Regions from separate parts of the Arachis hypogaea genome. Here region 1 is linked to region 2. A link is a contact called in public Hi-C data. All regions are on one chromosome and are shown on one strand. Each heading gives the region's core, a stretch centred on a gene start, on an enhancer-like site or on the middle of the called end of the contact. The rest is flanking DNA. Distances are from core to core; before and after follow the strand shown.

The links. A called contact is a pair of places that touch in the nucleus more often than the background predicts.
Region 1: a Hi-C map of leaf shows a contact between it and region 2, with 2.3 times the contacts expected there. The contact joins the promoter of LOC112742293 here to the promoter of LOC112742279 in region 2. A contact is called at or near these places in 3 of 8 Hi-C or Micro-C datasets (leaf and an unstated tissue).

What each region holds. Positions count from the first base shown.
Region 1 is chr2:30,812,073-30,818,513 of arahy.Tifrunner.gnm2.J5K5, forward strand. It overlaps LOC112742293, which reads left to right and starts at 3,564. Exons shown (of 5, transcript XM_025791535.3): 1 at 3,564-4,354; 2 at 5,011-5,099; 3 at 5,321-6,441. The coding sequence starts at 4,282.
Region 2 is chr2:30,513,364-30,519,063 of arahy.Tifrunner.gnm2.J5K5, forward strand. It overlaps LOC112742279, which reads left to right and starts at 2,341. Exons shown (of 4, transcript XM_025791524.3): 1 at 2,341-3,222; 2 at 4,532-4,791; 3 at 5,522-5,605. The coding sequence starts at 2,380. The coding sequence ends at 5,594.

The sequences.
Region 1 (6,441 bases), core at 2,314-4,813, 300 kb after region 2:
ACAAATTCGGAGAGGATGGTCTTTCTTTGGTTCCTGGCTTCGATGGTAAGGGGAAGTGTGATGGAGCCGTCCGATCGAAGGAATTTATCCCCGAGCCCGGATGCCCCATTACGGTGGGTTTGTAGGTTTCGTTTCAGAGCCTGAGTTTGTCGAAGGCTCCCCTGAAGAGGATGTTAGAATCTGCTCCGATGTCAACCAATATCCTTTTGACCAGCCCTGTCCCGACCTTTGCCGAGATGACAAACGGGGCGTCTTCTGCTGAGGTACCGTGTTGGCAGTCTTCGGAGGAAAATGTCATTGCTTCTGCAGTAGAGGGGGTCGGGGCTTGGTTCCTGACGGACAAGATTTTTAGGTCCTTCTTCAACGTTGATTTCAATTTTCCTGCGGCGTCTTTTCCGGTGATAACATTTACGACTATGGTGGGATCTGTTTCTGGTCTCTCCCAGGGTGTTTGTCATTGCGTCCTTAGGTTACGTCTTTCGCGTTTTGGTGATCTGTCCCTTTCTGTACGTTTAGGCTCTCTGATGATTTTGGCGAACTCGGGAGTTTGCCGTCTCGGATGGCTTGTTCGAGGGCGTCATTTAGGTCGAAATAGTCTTGGGTTTTATATCTGTATCCTCGGTGGTAGTCGCAGTACAGGCTCCTGTTGCTGCCCGTTCGCTCCTTTAGTTGTCGAGCCTTCGAGAGGATGCCCCGCTCGGCTATTTGGTGGTAGATTTCTGTAATAGGGGCTGGCAGAGGGGTGTAGTTCGAAAATTTTCCGATCCTGGGTGGTCAGTTCGTGTTTGCCGGCTTGGGGGTGTTCTTTTAGAGTTTCCCTTGGTGCGGGGTTATGTCGTGGTGCCGTATTGTCGTGCTGCCGTTTGGCAGCCACAACTTGGCTCACTTCTTCATCGTTTATGTACTCTCTTACTACACTCTGGATCTCATGCATGGTCCATACTGGCTTTGTGGTGAGGTATTTTTGGAAGTCTTCGTTCATGAGGCCGTTGGTCAAACAGAGACTCACGGCTGAATCCGTGAGTCCGTCGACCGTTAGGCACACGTCATTCAACCTGTCGAGGTATTTCCTCGTGGATTCATCCTGCCTTTGGGTGATGCCGAGTAAGATGATGGGGTGTTTGGCTTTGGTGATTCGGGTGGTGAATTGGGCCATAAATTTTCTCGAGATATCGTGAAAGTTGGCTATGGAGCCGTGCGGGAGGGTGTTAAACCACTTGATTGCAGGTCCAGCCAGGGTTACCAGGAAGGCCCTGCATCAGACCGCATTGGCGGCCCCTTCCAGTTTCATCCTGACCTCGAAGCTCGTTAGGTGTTCCTGGGGATCCTTGGTTCCGTCGTATTTCATGTCCTTGGGCTTGTCGAAGCCCTTCGGGAGTTTGGCTCTTAGGATTCTTTCTGTGAAAGGGGTGGCTCCCATTATCACGTGTTCGCTCTTCGTGCGTTTGGCTTCCCGGTGATGTCGTCAGTCGTTCTCTTTGCGCCGGTGCTCTGGGTCTCGGGAGACGCTACAATCGTGTTTTTTGCTGCGTCGCCGTTCGGGTGACCTGTCGTGTCTAGCTTCGTGGCGGGATCAGGTTTTAGAGGTCGCGTGGCTTCCGTGTTCCGGGTGATACCGTTCTTTGGTCACTACGCGGCCCTCAAGGTTTTGCATCCGGAGGCAGAGGTCTTGAATTATCTAGATCGCTTTTTTTCCCAAGCCGTCGGGGGCTCGGGGTTCATGCTGTGGACGACCTTCCCCCCTTTGATTGTTGTTGGGGCGGTGTTGGCTGGCGCATAACACTTGTTACTCTTTGGTAAGTGGGAGGAATGGTTTCCCAACCTTCGGGGGTTGGGGTTCGCGTGTGTAAGTGGTGAGGGCCTGGAGATTGCTCTTCAGAAATATCCGCCATGTCGTCACGACGTTGCAAGTTTTCCACAGACGGCGCCAATGTACAAGATGTCTCTGGTACGGGTTGAGAGATGGATCGGGAACTTGTGGGTCGAGGCGGACGCTGGATTATCTGACTCGAGCAATGTGGGTGGTACCTGCAAAGACACTCCGATGCCCAAGTCAGAATGGATCTAAGAGGAATAGCATGTGTGGAGTGAATGACGTACCTGAGAGGGCTTGGGACTGTCCTTTATATAGGTGATGGTAATTATCTTATCTTATCTTATTTGGTTAAGATAAGGGAGATATTTTCTTTTTGGTCATGAGATAAGGGAGATATTTGAATTTGATTGTTGGTTAGAAGCTCTAGTGGGTCGGTTCCGGACCTTCTAAAAGGGCGAATAGGGCTGGATCTGGGTAACCGAATTCGAAGACCGTTATGGGTGTGGATTCCGTGGGTCGGGTCCGTAACAAAAACGAATAAATTTTATCTTGTATTATAAATTTTTAAAGGCTTGTGAGTCTAGCATTTCACTTATAAAATACTTATCTTATACTTAAGAAAAATTTATAATCTAGAATTTAATTTTAATACGTTTGTAGAATATTTTATATAATATATTAAAATTAAATTTATAAATAAATAAATTATTAAATTAGTATTTAAAAATTTATATTACTGATAAAAATAATTCTAAAAGATGCTAAAGATAAATAAATTCTAAAAAAATTTTAAAACCACGATAAGAAAATTAAATATTAAATATATATTCTAAAAAAATTAGAAATTATATCTTAATGCAATTTTTTGTAAATATTATTAAAAAAATAAAATTTTTTCATTTTTAAATTTGATAAATTGATGTCAAGTGAATATTTTTAAAAATTTTGTTATATATGACCATATGTTTTTAAAAAATAAAAAAATTAAATTTTGTTTCGAATTTTTTTGTGCACTTTTTAAATATTTATTCAAATATAATTATAAAATTTCAAATCAAATAGATAAGGATTAGTTTGGATTAACTTTTGAAAAAAGTATTTATTTTTTTATCCTTTTAAAAGAGATTTTTTTTAATAGAAAAATATTTTATATTTAGATAGACTTTTTAAAAAAATGTTTAAATATTAAAAACGTCTTCTACTTTTATTTGTTTTAAAAATAAGATATTGTTAACTTAAAAAAAAATTTTACTTTTTATAATCAAAATACTTTTTTAAAAGGATATATTTAAATATATTTTAAATTGAATAAACATATTTTATTCTTTTATAAAAGTACTTTTTTAACTAAAAAAATCAATTCAAACCAATGTTAAATTATTTGTAAAATACAAATATTTTTTATTGAAATATAATAATTATTGATTATTTTTGTTATATTTTTAAATTATTCAAAAATTATTTTATCGATAATATTTTTTAAATTTTTTTTTTGTTATAGTCTAAAATTTTTTGCATACTTAAATCTTTATAATCTATTTAAATGTGTTATTTTCTAAAAGTTTGAATATAAAAAAGGCTAATTACTGTCATATTTAAAAAGAGCGGTCGAACTTATAAAAATTTTAAAAATTAATATTTAATTTAAAAAATATAAAATAATATTTTTTTAAATATTTAAAATTTACAATAAAAAATGAATTAGACAAAATTAGAGAGCAAATACTATAGAATTGGCGAAAAAGAAGTTTGGGTGTATGTAGTACAGTAGTAGCTAGTTGGAGGGGGCGAGGGGCGAGGGGCGAGGGGCGTTGAATGATGGAGTGTGCAGTTGCCCGCGCAAAGGGTAAGTGTGGTGTGCCAGCGTTACGGCATTCAAAAGTTCAAAATACTCCCTCAACTCACTCACTTACTCACACTCCCACCTCCCTCTCCCTCACGCTCACGCACTCTCTCTCTCTCTCTCTCACTCACTTCCCACCCCCCTTCTCCCACGCTCTTAACGGACCTCCATTAATGCTCTCCCTCTCTCTCTTCTAACTTCTCTCTTTCCTTCCCACTTTCTTTCTTTCGCTCTCTACTACCTCAAAAATCAAACCCCTTCCTTCAATAATCTCATTTCCATCTTCTTCTCTCTCTCTCTCTCTCTCTCTCTCTCTTACCTCACTTTTTTCCTTCCCTCTTTTCTGCGCCTATCACGCACTTTCTTTTTTCCCTTTCCTTTCCTTTCCTTTTTTTTTTGTTGTTTCTAGATTTGTTTGAATTTTAGCTCAGCATCCTATGGGTTTTGTTTTTTTTTTCTTTCACTATTGTTTTTCCCTACCCTAGTTCCTTCCTTCCTCAACCACCTTCTTCTTCTTCTTCTTCTTCTTCTTCTTCTTCTTCCTACTAATTGAGTATATCTTCTCGTCCGTACTCTCTCGATCTGCATGTTCTCCCCGGTTTCTCGTGTATGACTCGTCCACATGGAGAAATCTCGCCACCGCAGGTCCCCCGTTGCTTCCAGGAACCAACCGCACACTCTTGTTCTTCCTCAAGGTCTCTCTCTCTCTTTCAAATCTTGTTTTCTCTCTCTAAATATGAAGTTGAAGCTTGGTTCATCTCAGAAGCAAGAACTTCAGCTCTTTCTTTACCATTTTTTCCCCTTTTGACTCGAGCATTTACAGCATAAGCATAAGAACTGCTAGTTTTGGTGGGATAAAAGGGGGAATATTTGAAATGAAGCGTTTCGAAGGCTGAAGAGTCTTAATTAGACCTTATTTTTTTTTAAAAAAAAATTATTTTTGGGTTTATACAGGACTCATGAACTGGTTTTTTGTATTGTTCCTGGCGTGCTCTTGGTATAATTGCGTACACTTATTTATTTATTTATTTAAAATGAATTTGAGATTGTAATGATGCCTTTTGATCACAGTGCTTAATTTATTTACTGTTCAACTCCATGCTTGAATTATGCTTTTCGCACAGAGTGTTAAGTTGACGGCAAAATATTGCATTATTTTTTTTTTAATTTTTATTTCGCGTCTCAGTGAGAAGGTTTGCTGATTCTTATTCTTGCCTTGATTCTATTTCAGTAGTGAACATTTTTTTTTGTCATCATTATTCTTATTTATTTCGTAATTGTTAAATTGTTAACTGCCGCTGACTTCTGAGTTTTCATTTCATACTAACTTTTGCTGTATAATTCATTTCAGGGAGTAAGCAAGTTCATAGGCAGCGACAATTTCCCGATTTGTCTCCTGATTCTGTTTCTTGCGGTGGTGGGGTTGCAGACAAAGATTCCGTAAGTGTGTGTATATATATATTTTAATAATGATTTATGTCAGTGCACATTCATGAATGAAGAAGATCTAACTTTTGCAGTGTAAATTAATAGCTTTTTAAATTCGTGTGTTGATTGGATTTACACTGTTCTAATTTAGGCGTAGTTATTTGTTATAGTTATAGAAAAATATAAAAGTAACAAAAACTAACTGTTATTACCAAATTTGCTGATTGTTGCAGTTCTCGTTCAAATTTGGGTGGAGATCTTCAAAACAACTGTTCGGAACTCCAATTAAGAAGTTACTAGCTGATGAGATGTCGCAAGAAACCGAGTCAAAAAGAAGAAATCCGGGTGTTATTGCCCGTTTGATGGGTCTGGATGGCCTGCCTACTAACAAGCAGCAAAAGGATTCATCAGAAAATCCTGTAGAGAAAGTGCGAAACAGAGGAACATCATACGATGGTCGATCCTCTAGGAGGAGCTCAAAGGATCAACAAGAATTTAAGGATGTGTTTGAGGTCTCAGAGATCCCAATGGTAGAGAGCAGCAGGTATTCATCACATGTGTCTGCAAATGACCTGAGGAATGCCAACGAAGAGATGTCATTCATTGAGCAGAAGTTTATGGATGCCAAACGCCTTGCAACTTATCAGGATTTACAGTCATCGAGGGATTTCCATGATACACTTGAGGTGCTTGACTCTAACAAGGAACTTCTTCTGAAGTACTTTAAGCGGCCAGATTCTTTGTTTAAAAAGCATCTAAGTGATCTTCAAGCTGATCCTTTCGAATCACATTTGGGTCACACAGAAGCTATGCAATTACCTGAAATTGAGAAGTATGGAAATGAGTTTGACTGGAGATTAGATACCGACACAGCACTGTTGAGTTATGATAAATCTCATCAAAGGCAACATGATGGATATCCTCGGCAATTCAACAGAAGACATGTGATGCATAGTTCACCGCGATCATCAAAGCTTCAGTCAAAGGGAAAACATGAGCAAGGTGCTTCCCCTACAAAGATAGTTGTCCTAAAGCCTAATCTTGGGAAATCCCAGAGTGCTGTCCGGAATGTTTCATCTCCTTGTTCTCCACATATTTTTCAGTCTGAGCATGCAAATGATACTGAATTTTCAGATATCCGATATAGGGACTCCAAAATGTATCCGCAAAAGATTAATTTGCCTGATACTGCCCGGCCATTGAGGCACAACTCCTTGGAATCTAGAGAAATTGCTAAGGAAATCACTCGTCAAATGAAAAATAGTTTGAACAATGGTGGTTGCGTGATGTTGCCCTCTTCCAGACTTAGAGGATATGCTGGGGATGATAGTTCTTGCAGTGTATCTGGAAATGA
Region 2 (5,700 bases), core at 1,091-3,590:
TCCACATGATAAAAGAAGAGGACAGCGCATCTGAAGCATCCCTCAACATTATTGCATAATGACGTAAGCGCTTAGGTCATAGAGCACCAACAATGTAGGTGGTGCAAGATAATAAACAATGACGTAAGCAATGACGTCATAAGAAGGGTAAAGATGGGAATTGTCCATCAGACCCAACCATTATAAATAGATTGCTTAGGCAATTGTAAGGGATCATCAGAAAACAGAAAGCAGAAGGCTAAGAGTACTCATATGCTAGGAGAGCAAAGAGGAAGCTGCCGAGGCGATTCTGTAGTCTGACAAAAGAATTTCCTTAGGAAAAAATAGTTTTAAACTCCCCTCTGGAGTTAATATCTATAATCTCCCCTTTGGAGATAAAAACATCTTATGTAAAATATACTAAATAAAGGAAGTTTTTCTCCAGAAAGGTACGCCTTTATCCTAATCTCTTAGTTATGAATTATTAGAAAGCTTAGAATTAACGGAAGAATCTGATTATTATAGATTACCTGCTTTATTAGATAATGAAAAACAGGCTGTTCTAAAAACAGAATTGAATCTCAAATCAAATGAAAATTTTAATAAACAAAATCTTTTAAAAGAAGTTTTTAATAGAAAAAATATAATATACTATGGAAAAATTCAACTTGAAGCCCCTATAAAGATAAAATCCGCCAATGGAGAACTTGAAATAGCTTTGATAAATGATGAAGAATTGAGTAAATAGATTGAGAAAATTAAGGATCAACAAAAAGATCTAAAATTGGATGGATTCATATTAGTAATATACAAGTCTTAATTAAATCTACATATATGAAAGGAATTAATTCACCAATTAGCTTAGCAATCTGTGACAAAAGAATTACTGATGACCCAATAAATCAAATAATTGGAATTGTTCATGGAAACTTGGCAAACATAAATGTTAAATTCAATGCCCATCTTGGATACGCTATACCTTTATCAACTGAAAATCTTGGAAGATCTATAAGTTTGGCTTATAAATTTCACAGAAAGAATCTAATGGAACAAGATGATGAACCATTTTCAATTACATATGCAATAAATTATGCTTTAACAAATAGCCATCATAGTATAATATTTAAAAACAGAGAAAGAATTTATGTTGATGAATTATTTCAGAAAATTGTAAAACGAGAAATACCAAAATATAAAGCTATTGAAAACTCAGTTCTATTATTAAAAGAACCATCAGAAAAATTAGTTTCATCGAATTTTCAAATAAGAGAATCTAAAATTAATAGCACTTTAAGTTTATCTAAATTAAAAATTAAAGAAGAAAATTCTGAAATAAAAGAACTAACAAAAAAGGTCGAAAAATTAAATGAAACCCTAAACACTAAATTATGACAATAAATAAAGAAGAAATATATGTAACTTATCAAGACAAGAAACAAGAGCTCTTTGAAAGAGAAAATCGCTTGAATTATTTACAGTTTTCTGAAATAAATCAAAGAGCATTTGAAGCCCTAAAAATAATCTATGACAAGTTGAAAAGAGAAGTTGAAGAGCTAGAAAAATTAATAGAATCTCTAGAAAATAGTGATGAATCGATGATAGAATTTGCAGAAATTTTAAATAATGAAGCATAAAAAGATTGAAAAACCAGAAAATAAAATAAAAAGAAAAAGGACAAGAAAATTAAAAAGTAAAATAAAGGAGTATAAAAGGGAATTAAATAATCTTCAGATTGAAATTGATGATCTTATAATAAAAAGGATAGAAATAAGAATAAATATAAACAAGTTGGAATTAAACTTAAAAAATTTATAAATGCCTAGAAAACCATATTATGACTTAAAAGAATTAAAACTGTTGAAAGAAAAAATAGAGAATAAAATTGAAAAATTAAACAGATATTTAGAAACAAGAGAAAGTGTAGAAGTAAAAGAAGTTATTAAGGAATTGAGAAATTATATTAAAGAAAAAGACAAACAAATAAAAGATTTTATACACAATAATCCATGTAAAAAAGAATATTATAAACTAAAACAAGATTGAAAAGTTATAAAATTATAAATATACATCAAGGACTAGTAATAAATGCAAGAGAAATAGTAGATATGGTCAATACTTTAGACTATAAATTTGCAAATTATTTAACCTATACAAATTATAAATTTATTCAAAGTAAAATATGATGAATAGAAATTTCAAAAAAGAAATTAAAAGAAAAGTCAAAGTTAAAAATTGATATCAGAGCCAAGTTAAGGGTAACACTTTCTCTTTAAAGCAACACATAAGCTTTTAAATCAATAACAACCACAAGATAAAAAACTATCTTTACAAAAATTTGAATTTGACAACTTTACCGGAGCATCCACCATAGTCATAACTCAACACATTGGCTACCTCGGCATGTTCTCATCGGTGAGAATCTCTCGGGTTGAGATATTTAGTTATTTACCGGTTTGGCAGTTCTCAATTCCCAGTTCAGCCTCATCCATGGAGTCTCTCTTTTCACTGAAACCCTCTCATCACCACCACCAATCCCTTCTCTCTCTTAATCACCACCATTCAACAACACCATTCTCTTCCGTTCCTTTCCTTTCTCTACCATCTTCCTCCTCTTCCTCTTCCGCTTCCTTTCGATTTTCACCCATCAAAGCCTCACACTCACCCAAAAACCCATTAACCCACGTGACACAAACACTAAACCCCTTCTTCTCACCCATCCTCAAATCAGCATGCATCGCAGCTGCATTGTTCCTCATGCGCCTTCACTTCAATTCTCCCGCCCTCGCCGCTGCCGTTACAGCCGCACCGCAACCACCATCTCCCGCGACGGAATCCTCTCCGGAAGATGCCTCCGGCGAAGAAAAGGTTTCGGGTGAAGAGAACAGCACCGTTGAAGATCTTCAGTCCCTCATCGAAGCAAAGATCAGAGAGCGTAAATTCGACGAAGCGGTTCCGATGGTAGACCGCTTGATTGAAATTGAGCCGGAGGAGCTTGATTGGCCGCTGCTGAAGGCGCACCTGCGTGCCCGCAACAACGACCACGCGGTGGCGCGGAACTTGTTCGAAGAAGTGCTGAAGAGAGACCCTTATAACGTGATTGCGCTTCATGGTCTTCTTGTGGCGGCTTTTGAGTTGAAGGAACCAACAAAGGATTTTATGCCAAGGTTTGAAGAAGCTGTGAAGTTCTTGGAGAAGGAAGAGAGGGATTCTGAGGCAAGGGACTTGAAGCTGCTAATTGCGCAGGTAATCAACATTGAATGGGATTCAATTAGTGTTTATATACAAGTGCATACCAACCCATAACTAACTATAGCAAAAGAGGATAACCATCTAACTAACTAACTCACAAATAAGTTGCAAAATTGCAAGTTGCAGCGTTGTTGCTGGAGTTGTATGATGGAGTTGTAGATGTATCATTTTTTATTTGTCAAAGGAAGTTATTCTCTCTGATATGTGGGAAAAATAATAAACTACAAACATGAAATATTTGAGTAGTTGAAATTGTTAGAGAATAATAGGATATTTGAATTGATACTGGGATATTAAGCATTTATTATTTGATTATTATCTGATTTGTTCATCACCTATTTACCTTGTATCATATTCATAGAAACATCTGATTATCAAGTTTATTATTGTTGAGATAGGTTTAATTACTCTGTAGGTTTCATAGTTCATAGTTTCACCAAATTTGTAATTAGGTCTTTTATTTTATTTTCAATTGGGTTCCTATACTGCTTTTAATTTTGTAATTAGGTGCTTTTAAGTGTAAAAATGGTTAGAGTTAACTGAATATTTCTCCGAAAATTGAGTGTATCCACAATTAAGAACCTAATTAAATCTTTGACTACATGTTTTTTGAAAAAGATATTCTGCTAATTTTATATTTTTGACATGAAAAGGATCTAATTACAAAATTTAAAGTAACATAGGGATCCAATTGTAAAGAAAAAAGTATAAGGATCTCATCGCAAATTTGGTGAAACTATAGAGATCAATAGAGTTATTTAAACCTTTGAGATATTATCATGAATTCTAACACAAATAATGTAAACATATAAACTAGCTCGACTTCATCATTTTGTGTTGAACTAACCCAATTTATTGATGGGTGTTGAGCTAGATTATATTTTTCATGGTTAAAATTATAGGGCATAAATCTGTCATGGCCTGAAATGATGATTTATTCTGGACAAATGCTTGATCCTCCATTGATTGTTTTGCCATGAAAGATATGATAAACTGCATTTCTACATTTCAGACCATGAAAGATTAGAGGCTGGACGGATTTTAATCATGAAATATATAAACTAGCTCGATTCCCCATTGTGGCTCAAACTAGCCCAATGATTGATAGGTGTCAAGCTAGATTATATCTTTCATGGTTAAAATTGTAGTACTTAAATCTGTCTTGGTCAGAGATGATAATTATTTGGACAAATATTCGATCCTCCATTTATTATTTGGACAAATACTCTTTAAGTACTTCACTAAGTTTACTCTAACAAGTATCTATAACATAAATGCATATCTAACTAACTTTCTAATACAGGTTAAGGTTTTGGAAGGGGAATTATCCAGTGCGCTGAAGGTCTATGAGGATCTTGTGACAAAAGAACCGAAGGATTTTAGGCCTTACTTGTGTAAGGGTGTGGTGTATACTATGATGAAGAAGAAAGATGAAGCTGAAAGACAGTTTGAGAAGTTTAGGGAACTTGTCCCGGAGGATCATCATCACAAAGATTATTTTGAGGACAATGCTAATGTGTTCTTGCAGAAGCTAGAGCAAAAGAAAGAAGCAGCTCTGAAGAGGTGAAAACGAGTGATGAGCTGAATTGCTTAGAATTATTTATGATTTCAAGCATCATTTTGAATTCAGTTCGCAAATTCTGTGGCGAAATGAAACTAAGAGAGCTGCGATTGCACTATCTTGAATTTAAAACCACCACTCTCTAGAGAATGATGATCGTTCTTAACTTGTGTTGAATGATTGGATTACAATCTAGGTGAGTGTTAATGTCGTACGTTCTAGGTGATAAATTTTGCTTTTGGTGGTTGTTCAAAATTACTATAACAATAATTGCCACAATTCCAAGATAGGAGTGTTGGTAGATATGGATGGTGAGATTTGAAAGGGCTTGTTTGTAGTCATATTTTATGATAGAAGATAGAACATAATGGTATTGTTGGATGTATATGATCGACCTCAACTAGTAGAAAAAGGATTGTTTCTTATTATTGTTATTATCATTGATGGAAAGTGAGATGTATAAATAGTGTTATCTTTTTGCTCTAAAATGAACTTATTGGTTACCTTTTGTTGAAAGGTAGAAGAACCTAAATACATATTCCATCAACCACAACTGTAACTCAGTGATCCTCTATTTTGAATTTGGATAGTTTTGCCTGAGCAAGATAGATAGTCGGTTTTGAAATGTTAACTATGTTATATACTTATATCATTACCCTGAATATATAGCATGTTTGTGGGTGATCTACTGATCTTGATGACATCGGAGGGCTTTTCCTGTGTCCATTACAGACTACAGTGTATGGTTGGATCCTATTGTGCTTATTCTAGTTACTCACTGGTGGCTTTACTTGCTCAACTCTGAGTGATGCGCGTGTAAGTATTTCTATCTTGTGGAAATATGCTTCTAAATTGATTTGTGAATTGCGATGCATATTTTCAATTGTTCTAACAAATATGATTTATGACAG